3 separate regions of the Mus musculus genome follow, and all the other regions are linked to region 1. A link is a contact called in public ChIA-PET and HiChIP or PLAC-seq data. All regions are on one chromosome and are shown on one strand. The core of a region is the stretch at or near the end of the contact, and the rest is flanking DNA. Distances in the headings are between cores, read along the strand shown. Region 1 has its middle 82 kb from the start of Gm28497. Region 2 has its middle 28 kb from the start of Gm29822. Region 3 overlaps Ikzf2 (IKAROS family zinc finger 2).

What was found. ChIA-PET counts read pairs in DNA pulled down with a chosen protein or histone mark. HiChIP or PLAC-seq counts read pairs in DNA pulled down with a chosen protein or histone mark.
Region 2: a contact with region 1 is called in an RNA polymerase II ChIA-PET map of memory CD8 T cells, with 101 read pairs. The contact joins two enhancer-like sites. A contact is called at or near these places in 2 of 484 Hi-C or Micro-C datasets (the G1E-ER4 cell line and spermatogonial stem cells) and 1 of 115 datasets of contacts at active chromatin or transcription factors (memory CD8 T cells).
Region 3: a contact with region 1 is called in an H3K27ac HiChIP or PLAC-seq map of the HPC-7 cell line, with 5 times the contacts expected there. The contact joins two enhancer-like sites. A contact is called at or near these places in 1 of 15 datasets of contacts at CTCF or cohesin (the G1E-ER4 cell line), 4 of 484 Hi-C or Micro-C datasets (the G1E-ER4 cell line and reprogramming fibroblasts) and 1 of 115 datasets of contacts at active chromatin or transcription factors (the HPC-7 cell line).

The regions. Positions count from the first base shown.
Region 1 is chr1:69,512,129-69,515,176 of GRCm38.p6, forward strand. No RefSeq gene overlaps it. Among named protein-coding and RNA genes, the nearest start is that of Gm28497, 82 kb to the left of the region's middle. Within about 2 kb of position 1,568, at least 63 of the 459 cell types and tissues checked have an H3K27ac peak or open chromatin away from gene starts, as enhancers often do. A contact at or near this core is called in the G1E-ER4 cell line, the HPC-7 cell line and memory CD8 T cells, where this site is marked.
Region 2 is chr1:69,758,334-69,761,381 of GRCm38.p6, forward strand. No RefSeq gene overlaps it. Among named protein-coding and RNA genes, the nearest start is that of Gm29822, 28 kb to the right of the region's middle. Within about 2 kb of position 1,403, at least 61 of the 459 cell types and tissues checked have an H3K27ac peak or open chromatin away from gene starts, as enhancers often do. A contact at or near this core is called in memory CD8 T cells, where this site is marked.
Region 3 is chr1:69,654,157-69,657,204 of GRCm38.p6, forward strand. All of the region lies in intron 3 of Ikzf2 (IKAROS family zinc finger 2), which reads right to left. Among named protein-coding and RNA genes, the nearest start is that of Ikzf2, 30 kb to the right of the region's middle. Within about 2 kb of position 1,440, at least 49 of the 459 cell types and tissues checked have an H3K27ac peak or open chromatin away from gene starts, as enhancers often do. A contact at or near this core is called in the G1E-ER4 cell line and the HPC-7 cell line, where this site is marked.

The DNA of each region.
Region 1 (3,048 bases), core at 318-2,817:
AGAACACTTGGTAGCAGGTGGAAAGCCGAAGGTTCTGTCTTCTGCAACCCTCTCTCTCTCTCTGTCTCTCTCTGTTTCAATCTCTCTCTCTCTCTCTCTCTCTCTCTCTCTCTCTCTCTCTCTCTCTCCTCTGCCCCCCAGATATATTTGCACATAGACATTGATTGCTTATGATATTTTGTAGGAAAAGTAAGAAAGATAGCACACTTCTTAATAAGTATTTGGTAATAAACATTAAAGAATTCTCTGAACCATCCTTATGGATACAAGAGGATATATACTATGAAATATATCTGCTGCCTTCCAATTTTCCAGAATGTTCTGCTCTAGACTTGGAATAACTCTTTTTTTTTTAATGGGGACATCATAGATAACTGCAGACATCTCACTTCATTGTTCTGGAATGATGCCATTGCTTTAATGCAGGCATTGGTCTTTTATCCTCATTGAGATGAAATAAAGCAGTTAACACACACCAGCATATACTGCACATTTCCATACCGGGTTCAGTATCGCTCTTTCACCAACAGAGTCAGGCTGGCACCGCAAAGCAGCCAGTGTCAGAAGGTCAATCAGATTCCTAATATGCAAAGGAGCAAATGAAAGCAGTGAGATTCTAAGGTGCAGTGCTTTCTGAGCTAAGAAAACAGAAAAAAATGGCTTGACTCAGAGCAAGGACTCTGTAAGTGATCCTTCTGTTGTGTCAAGTGCTAAGTTTTCAGTGCAAAAGGGTAAAATAATCAAAACCAAACAAACACCTCGTGATAGCAGAATATTCCCTTCCAAGGAGCTCCAGTTCTTTTGGAATGACTCCCAGATTGTCAAGGCTGTGCAGGTTTGGGTACATAAATTTGTATGGGATAAAGGTGTCATAATCCAGAACACAATGTTTACAACACCAGGGTCCTGTGCACTATTACACAGTTCACCTTCATTGTCATTTCAAAATACAGGCGCCAATTGGCTTCCCAGGATTCTCCAGAACAAAAGGAGGCCAGTTTCATTTTCTGCTTCACATAGGAAGAACGAGGACAGACTGAGGACCATGACACAGTTAACCTTACACAGCAAGACAACCCGCATGGACCAGTGACATGGTCTGACTGCCCAGCCCCACATGTCATTCCCTGTCTCTGCTCAAGAAAGGGCAGGAAGTGCAGTGTCTTGTATGAAAATATGAGAACTTAGGTAAGACTCACAGCTCGGATGAGAAAACCATTCCACGCATTATGATCTAGACAGACAAGATACAAGGGAAGGTAACTCTATATGATTAACTATTCCTCAGGAAACCCCTTCACTGCCCCTGGGGTGGGGCATCAACATGAAAAGTTCAATACATAAGAAGGATATAAACAGTTTGATAATGTGGAAGAGTCAAAGTCAGAAGGAGAGAATGAGAAACACAGCGAATCACACGGGGCATGCTGTGTGGTTTCTGATCTTTTCAGAATGGCACCTCAAACACAAAGAGGTTTGAACAGATTCAAAAGGGAACCAAGAGAGACTTGGGAGAGTGAACTTGTCCATTTAAGCATGCCCCCCACCCCCCACCCCAGGCCTTGCTGCTCATCTAAAAACAAGAAGTAGAGCAGGTCAGGAAAGGGGTTATGGTTAACACTGCAAGATGAAAGATAAGCAACCAGGCAGTTAGAAGCCAAAGCATTTTATCTAGCAGAGCAGGTCTGGCCTTGTTTCCATCTTGATAAGAAGTAGATTGGAGAGCTTGTTTGTCTATAGCCTAGGATGGGGAGGAGGGGTGGGAGAGCAGCAGAAAGAGGACAGGGAAGTCTGGGTGGGGGTGGGGAGCTGCAGGAGTCCTGGCACACAGCTGAAGTGGCGGTCAGTCCCTCTTTCTTTTGTGTCCTGTCTGTATTTGAACTTTGGAAAGTGCTAGGCAGGTCGATTTAGATAACGTGAGTGGATTTCTGATATTTGTGAGACCTTACTTATCGAGAATGTCATGGTGGCCAGAAGGGGCTTGTTATCAGAGGCTAAACTGCTGAGACAAACTGGATGGGATGGACTTAAAGCCTGAAGGAAATGATATGGACGGTTACTGTCCTTTTAAATCACTATTATTTTTACTTTGATGTATATGCAGCATACACTCTGTCTCCTTAAACTTCTGTTTTCATCTTAAGGCCTTAAAACAAAATAAAACAAAACAGAATAGATTATGGTTATTCCCACTTCCATTCTACGACCTGGAATTGCTAACTGTGTGTGATGGGTTGTTTTATATAACTAATAAACTTGACACAGGTCTAAAATAGCCACTTGGTAGCAAAGATAACATAATTCTTTGGGATTTTATTCTGAACTACTCAGCATTTCTGTCTAAACAGAAACATAAATTCAAAATGAAATTCCAGCTATAAATCAGTTTTTACCATCATTTGCAGCAAGTTAAAATGATTTTTTTCATTGTCGTGGATTTTCATTTCTGAAGCCATCCATCATTCAAGTAGATTTAATTGATCATTGGAGAAGATTAGCACATGGGAAGTATTACCAGATGAGTGCTATCCACTCCTGGATTAGTGTTTATAATCTATATTTAGAAGAAAATTCAACCAAGAGGTTTTAGATTAGACACAATACCAAGTATGTATAAATGATGTGTGGGAAGAGGCCGTCTCCAGACCGTATGACCCTCCTTATTTTGCTTTTTTAGACTAGCTGGCATCTGAGTTCACTTTCTTTGTGATTCTCAGGCAATTCCCAAGGCAGTTGGGTGCTTTTTTGAGCCCAGCAGCAATGTCCAGAAGGCTCTGCCAGGATACTTCTTTCTCCAGAATGTTTTTCATGTATGTATGTATGTATGTATGTATGTATGTATGTATGTATGTATTCTCCTCTAACCTCCCGTGCTAGGCTAGTCTGTTGATCTGTGGTGCAGCAGGAATTTTAATAGTTTTGAAGATATTTTTCTTCAAATAACATTTTGATTCATTATTTCAAAATTTCATATACTGCACCTGGATTACACTCGCTTCCAATTCCTCCCAAGTTCACTCTCTTCCCTCACGACCTACCTCCCCTCAA
Region 2 (3,048 bases), core at 153-2,652, 250 kb after region 1:
CCACTTTGTAAGAAGGATCACAAGGACTAATACCCTTCATGGTCAACTTCTACCAAACCACTGACAGAGTAGAGGATTTACATATGTCCCCAACATTGCCTAGCAGAATAGACCTACTGTCAGTTCTGTTCTTTGGGATAGAGCCAAAGTTACCCTCAAAGCGACTACGGTTGCTCATAGATGGTTGTGCCACCGTCCCCTTGCTTTCCCTGTCCTGCAATGGACTTCTGTAAGCCACACTTACTTGAGTTCGCATCTTTCTGGGGACTCCAACTTACGACTGAGAGATATTAATAATTTTTACATTATCCTCAGAAAACAGTAGGCAGAAATGGAGAAAGTGTCTAGCATCCTCTTCCAGCTTCTTAAATTTAAGCTTATTATGCTGACCTACCTGTCTCAGACGTGCTTAGAAAGAAAATGGACTCTCTTTTGGATAGCAGGTTCATTTTGGAAGTTTGTAATGTGAGTCTGGACGTCAGGAGAGAGGTCAGACCCAGGGATGTATTGAATTAAAATAAGCAGGGTTGTAAACTTATATGAATTATACTGTATGAATTATGCTGATTTACTTTTCTATGAACTACTGGCCATTCTCACCTAATTTTAAGATTCAATACAGCTGTAAGTTTCATTAAATGTTTATGATCCTATTAAGGGGTATATTTTTAGCTTTAATAAAAGGAAGTTGATAAAGCTTCATTATCTGTCGTTTGAGAGGAAGAATAAAAAAAAAATTCTAAGATCTAGAAAGTGAGTCTATAATATGTCATTGTAAATCTTCTATTCCCCAAGCCTTTGTCTGTCTCTGACATCAAAGATAAATGACTATCACTGGAATTAATATCTCTTAAATATATCATGATTCTTCAACATTATTACCAAAAGGCTGTTATGAAAACTTCACTAAAATAGAATTTGATTTTCTTTCTATGAACTGTAAGGGTGACTGATATTGCAGTGCCTGTACTGGCAATGTCTTCTATAGTAACTCGGCGGGCTTTCTTAAAGGGCTAAAATTACTTCAAGTGTGGAAAGGAAAATTACAAAATTTAGTGACAAAATTATTCTAGCTCTCTTTCTTTTTATTTTTTCAGTTTGAAGACCACAGTCATTTAAATCACTTTACTAACCAAGGTTAGTGTCACTTTAGGCTCTGAATCTTTGCTTTCAAAAGACAGAAGCAAAGGTTGCAAAATAATACAACTCAATTGGCACAAGGGGAGCTTAAGAAACAACCTCAGGCTCTTTGAATTACTCATTTCTCCTACCGGCGGCAGAAGATAATTTTACTGCGAGTCCGTTGCATTACCGTGAATAACAAGCATAATTCCTCTAGAACTGCGCGTCTATGCAGAGGCCCCCTTTGCAGTTGCTATGGAGCTCCTCCCTATGGCTGACTTTACCAAGGCTCGCTCACTTTGGGTTAGAAGGAAGTGCGTCTGAAAGATGTCAGGAGACTGCCTGTGTGGTCTGGAACCGGACAAGAAAATGAAACCAAATACCCAAAGCCTCAGTTACTGGTGAAGACTCTACCCTACGCATGCTAATGAGGATGGCGCTAGAAAAGAAATATTGCTTCCGATGTAAAAAGATAAAACTTCTGGAAGGGTGCGATTTTTAATTTCAAATTTAGATGATGAGTTGGAGGCATTCCAGCTCTAAACAATGCTGACCAGTCTTCTGTCTGAGGTATCTGATCCTTTCTTTTAGAAATTATGCCATCAGAGGCAAAACTGCAAGATAATTCTAGGACAGGGACTTATCCTATGTGCCTGAAACATTTGGGCATTTTAAAAAATGCTTTTGTTACTGTTTCCCATTACTAAGGGCTTGTCTTTAGGCCATGAGCACAACTCATGGAAGACAACAGTCACAAGCTGCTGAAAATACAAATAGAATGTCCTGCGAGCTGGTGGCCTCTACCCTGCATTCATGTTAAGCGCACGTTCACGTTTTTTCCACGTCCTCTATTAATGTTTTAGTACATGTGTGTTGGGAACTGACCTCCAGTCCTTTCTTGTGTGCCAAGGACCCATTGATCCATCTCCAAAGTCTTCTATTTATTCTAGAATTGGTCTCATTTCTATTTTTTTGCAATGGAGGTAAGGCATGAGTGAATATGAAAATAGAACACAAATCATAAAAGATGAGAAACAATGGACACCGTCTCCGTTTCACAGGTCTGTGTTTGTGGCAGGTATTTAAAATGCACATTAACAGAGCATACACACTCCAATTTGTGATCCCGGCTCCTCCTCCCTGCTTTCTGACAATGTCTGTGCAGCCACACCAATTATAATGACACTCCTTGTAATTTTATTTGAAAATTAACATATTCACTTTCTGAAATGTACCTGTGCTTGTATTTAAAGCCAGACATGTTAACTGTACGTGGTTCATGTCCCCCACCTCTTCCTCAAGAGGGTGAGCCCCCATTGAGGCAGTAGCAATCTGTCATCACAGCATATTAAGATGCTTCTGTGGAGTAAACTCTTGTTAGGAAGGTGGTTTATTATTTTTAAAAGGTCGAAGAACAGACAAGAAACTGACCCTTTTGTCTGAGATCATCAGTTTTTCATGATATGAGTGTCCCTCCATTCTACCAGCTCCTGTCCGCAAATACATAATCTCACAATTGAAGCTTATAATGCACAATAGAAATTTCTTTCCACGTTCTCTTTGAGTTCTGATTTTAATATGAATAACAGATGTAGGAGAGGATATGGGTTTGGTTATAATTACAGCTATCACACATTTCAAATGCTGTAGATTTTCCAGAATTTTAAATTCTGGAAAATAGATTTCTCTATCTTCCAGGACTTCTAGTTTACCCTACTCATGCTGATTTTTATCAACAAACTCTAGGTTTTGAAAACATTTTCTTTATAGTACTTGGGACTTTCATTAAGCCCATGATTTGACTTGAAACAGTGCACGTTTTATCCAGGGTAATTAGCAAAATAGCATTGAGGTAAATTAGCAAAATAAGGGACCACAGAAGGCTGCTGTATGCCTTTATCAAAGACAGTGTTACCAGGATGAGAG
Region 3 (3,048 bases), core at 190-2,689, 140 kb after region 1:
TATTTGACACCTTTATAACCTGAACTCAGATCTGGTACTGCCTTTGGTCGGGGAAGAAAGTAATCTTTCATACATTGCTCATTGCTATGAAATATCCTTCAAGCCTTCCAGCATAATGTGTTACCTGAAGTTCCTATTACTTGAGATTTACTACTGTGGTTTGAGTTGGAAGTGCTAGAGACACCTCTAGACACAGAAACACACACACACACACACACACACACACACACACACACACACACACACACACACACACCATAGAGCAGCAGTGATCCATTAAGCTATGCCACTCTCTAAAGTCCTCGGCCTGGATTAGCTGCCTCAAATTGCTCAAAGACAAGATAGAAAGGTGAGACAAGAGTGCCTAGTCCTTCCAGACAGGTTTTGAATTGAACTAAGGATGGTGAAGACTCCTATCAGCATTATGCAATCCTAGACAAAGAAGGCAGGGCCCACAGGATTGCAAAGAGCATACACGTATCACAGAGGAATGGCTTTTGTTGTTGATTGTAGACTCATTTTAAACCAGGTGTAGTGGCACAGGCCTTTAATCCCAAAACTCTTGAGGGAGATGCAGGCAGGTTTGAGTTCAAGGCCAGCCCAGTCTACAGAATGAGTTCCAGGAAATCTAGAATACATAGTGGGATCATTTCATACATACATACAAAGAGATAGATAGATAGATAGATAGATAGATAGATAGATAGATAGATAGGCAGAGAGATAACAAAAAGATTTATTTTGTTGTTATTTATGTATATAGTTTGTGTCTATGTATGTATGCGTGCCACTTGTTGTCCACAGAGGCCAGGAGAGAGTGCTGGATCCCCTGGAGAAGGAGTTACAGGTGGTTGTGAGCAGCTAAATGTGTGTGCTGCAAACCAAATTCGGTTCCCTAGAAGAGCAGCAAGTGCTCCTAGCAGCTGAGCCACTTCTCTAGCCTAAGGGGAAGTGGGTTTATAAAGAACAGGATAAGAAAGATAAACAGAATGTTAAAGGGGGCCCAAAGACAAGCCACAGATTTCATCAGAGCCAGGCCAATCTATAGAACACATAACAACCTTAGCTAGGGTAAGGCTGGCACTCCAGAACCTCAGCTAGGGCAACTTGGCATACTCTCCCTGCTTTCAAACTACTTATCCCACCACATTTCTCCCTCCCTTCCTTCCTTCCTTCCTTCCTTCCTTCCTTCCTTCCTTCCTTCCTTCTTTCTTTCTTTCTTTCTTTCTTTCTTTCTTTCTTTCTTTCTTTCTTTCTTTCTTTTTTGAAATAGGTCAGCTTGACAAAAGGGCAAATGACTAAGCTGAAACACATTTCCCTAAGTTCAGCCAGAGGAAGTTTCATTAGAAGACGAAAGCCATGAGCCAGCACAAACAGGACAGATGAAAGTGTGGGAGAGAAGAAACATGAGAAGGACAAAGAAGAAAGGGTGTAGCACTGTTATTCTGTTACGGATGACACATATAAGGAAGTCCGGAGGAATTTGCTTATTAATACTCTACCCTACCTGAGGTAGGGCTCCAGACACATCCATCTTGGTTAGCTCCAAATTAGAAGAGCAAACATGAACGAAGCGCTTAAGCACTGACTGTAAGGTGGACCTGAATTGTGATTGGGGTCTAAAGCTTATCGACAGATATGGGACTCTACTGTATCCTGTTGCCCCAAGAGCAGGTAAAATCAGACCAGAATTCACCTTCTCTGGGATTACGAAGCAGGAAAAAAAACCATTAATGATTTCATGAGTGTCATGCACTTAGGAAGGTATCCAGGGAAGGAAGGAGCGGCTCAACCTGGGAAGAAGAAACCTTACCTGTTTGACCTTAGTAATGGCATAGCTATTTGTTTGGAGAAAGGATTTGCTGTTGAAGATAGCTATGCTACAAGAGCCTGGGTCTCACCCTTTTCTTTTCTCCACCCTCTCCCTCCCCCATCCCTCTACTGCCGCTGCCCCCCACCCCCCAGTTAAGGAAGTCACTCCAACTCTTTCCCTAAATAGTCCCTACCTCAGGTCCCTGCCCCTAGCCCTCCCCTTGTCAGCTGTCCATAAGACACTAGAGTAGACTGCAATCGCTCTGTATGAGGTACATAGGCAGGAAGACAACAGGTCAGAGAAGGAAAAAGGCTGCAGTCTCTTCCCTGGAGGATCTCAAAGTCCACCCCAGGAGGCAAACCCATAAAACAATAACAATACAATATGCCAAATACCATAATGGAAACTGTCTATGCTTGGTGCTACAAGATAATGGGAATGACTGATGTTTCAAAGAAGTACTGGGAGTGTACGGGGGGGGGGGGGAGGAGGGCAGAGATTCAGGGAAAGAAGGTTTGTGCAACATTAAGGCAAAATGAAAGGACATACATTATGTTGGGGACATGGCAAGTGTCTGGCTGGAAGCAGAGAATAGGGCCAATTCAGGAGATAACAATAAAAAGACAGGCTGGGTTGTTTAACAAGGAGCATAGACTAAAACACAAAGGAGTGTATCAGACTTCATGTCACAGGCAAAGGGAGTCATTAACGTTTGCAGGAAGGAGATAGCAAACAGATTTTATTATAGAAAACGATGAAAAGATTATAGAAGGAAAATGGTAATTCTAAGAATTTAACTAGAAGGTAGACACCCTCCAGTTCTTCCTAAGCAGTCAGTGTGATCTTGTGCTTTAATTATATGGATATCATTTGCAAGCCATTATACCTGCCTGCGTGTCTCAAACCCACACCTAAAATATTCAAATATTTAAATTTTCTAATTTACAAGCTCATCCTGCAAAATCCCTTTCTCCTTAACGGAAAAATTTATACTTCCCTCGCCTCTGCGCAGCATTTGTTTTTACGTGATTCAAAAGCACTTGCTAAACAGCATGTGTAGTCACCACCCTGCGGGGCCTTTGGTCTACATGGTGTTTTCTAAGTGTATTCCACAGGCTCTAACCGCCCTGTCCTCAGGACTGCTGGAGAGCGAGAAGGTCAGCTGGGTGAGTGTTTGCACAGGCGTATTTAAAACGCACGGCTCTGCTTTCCTTTTGGCTGCAGGTCGCGGGGCT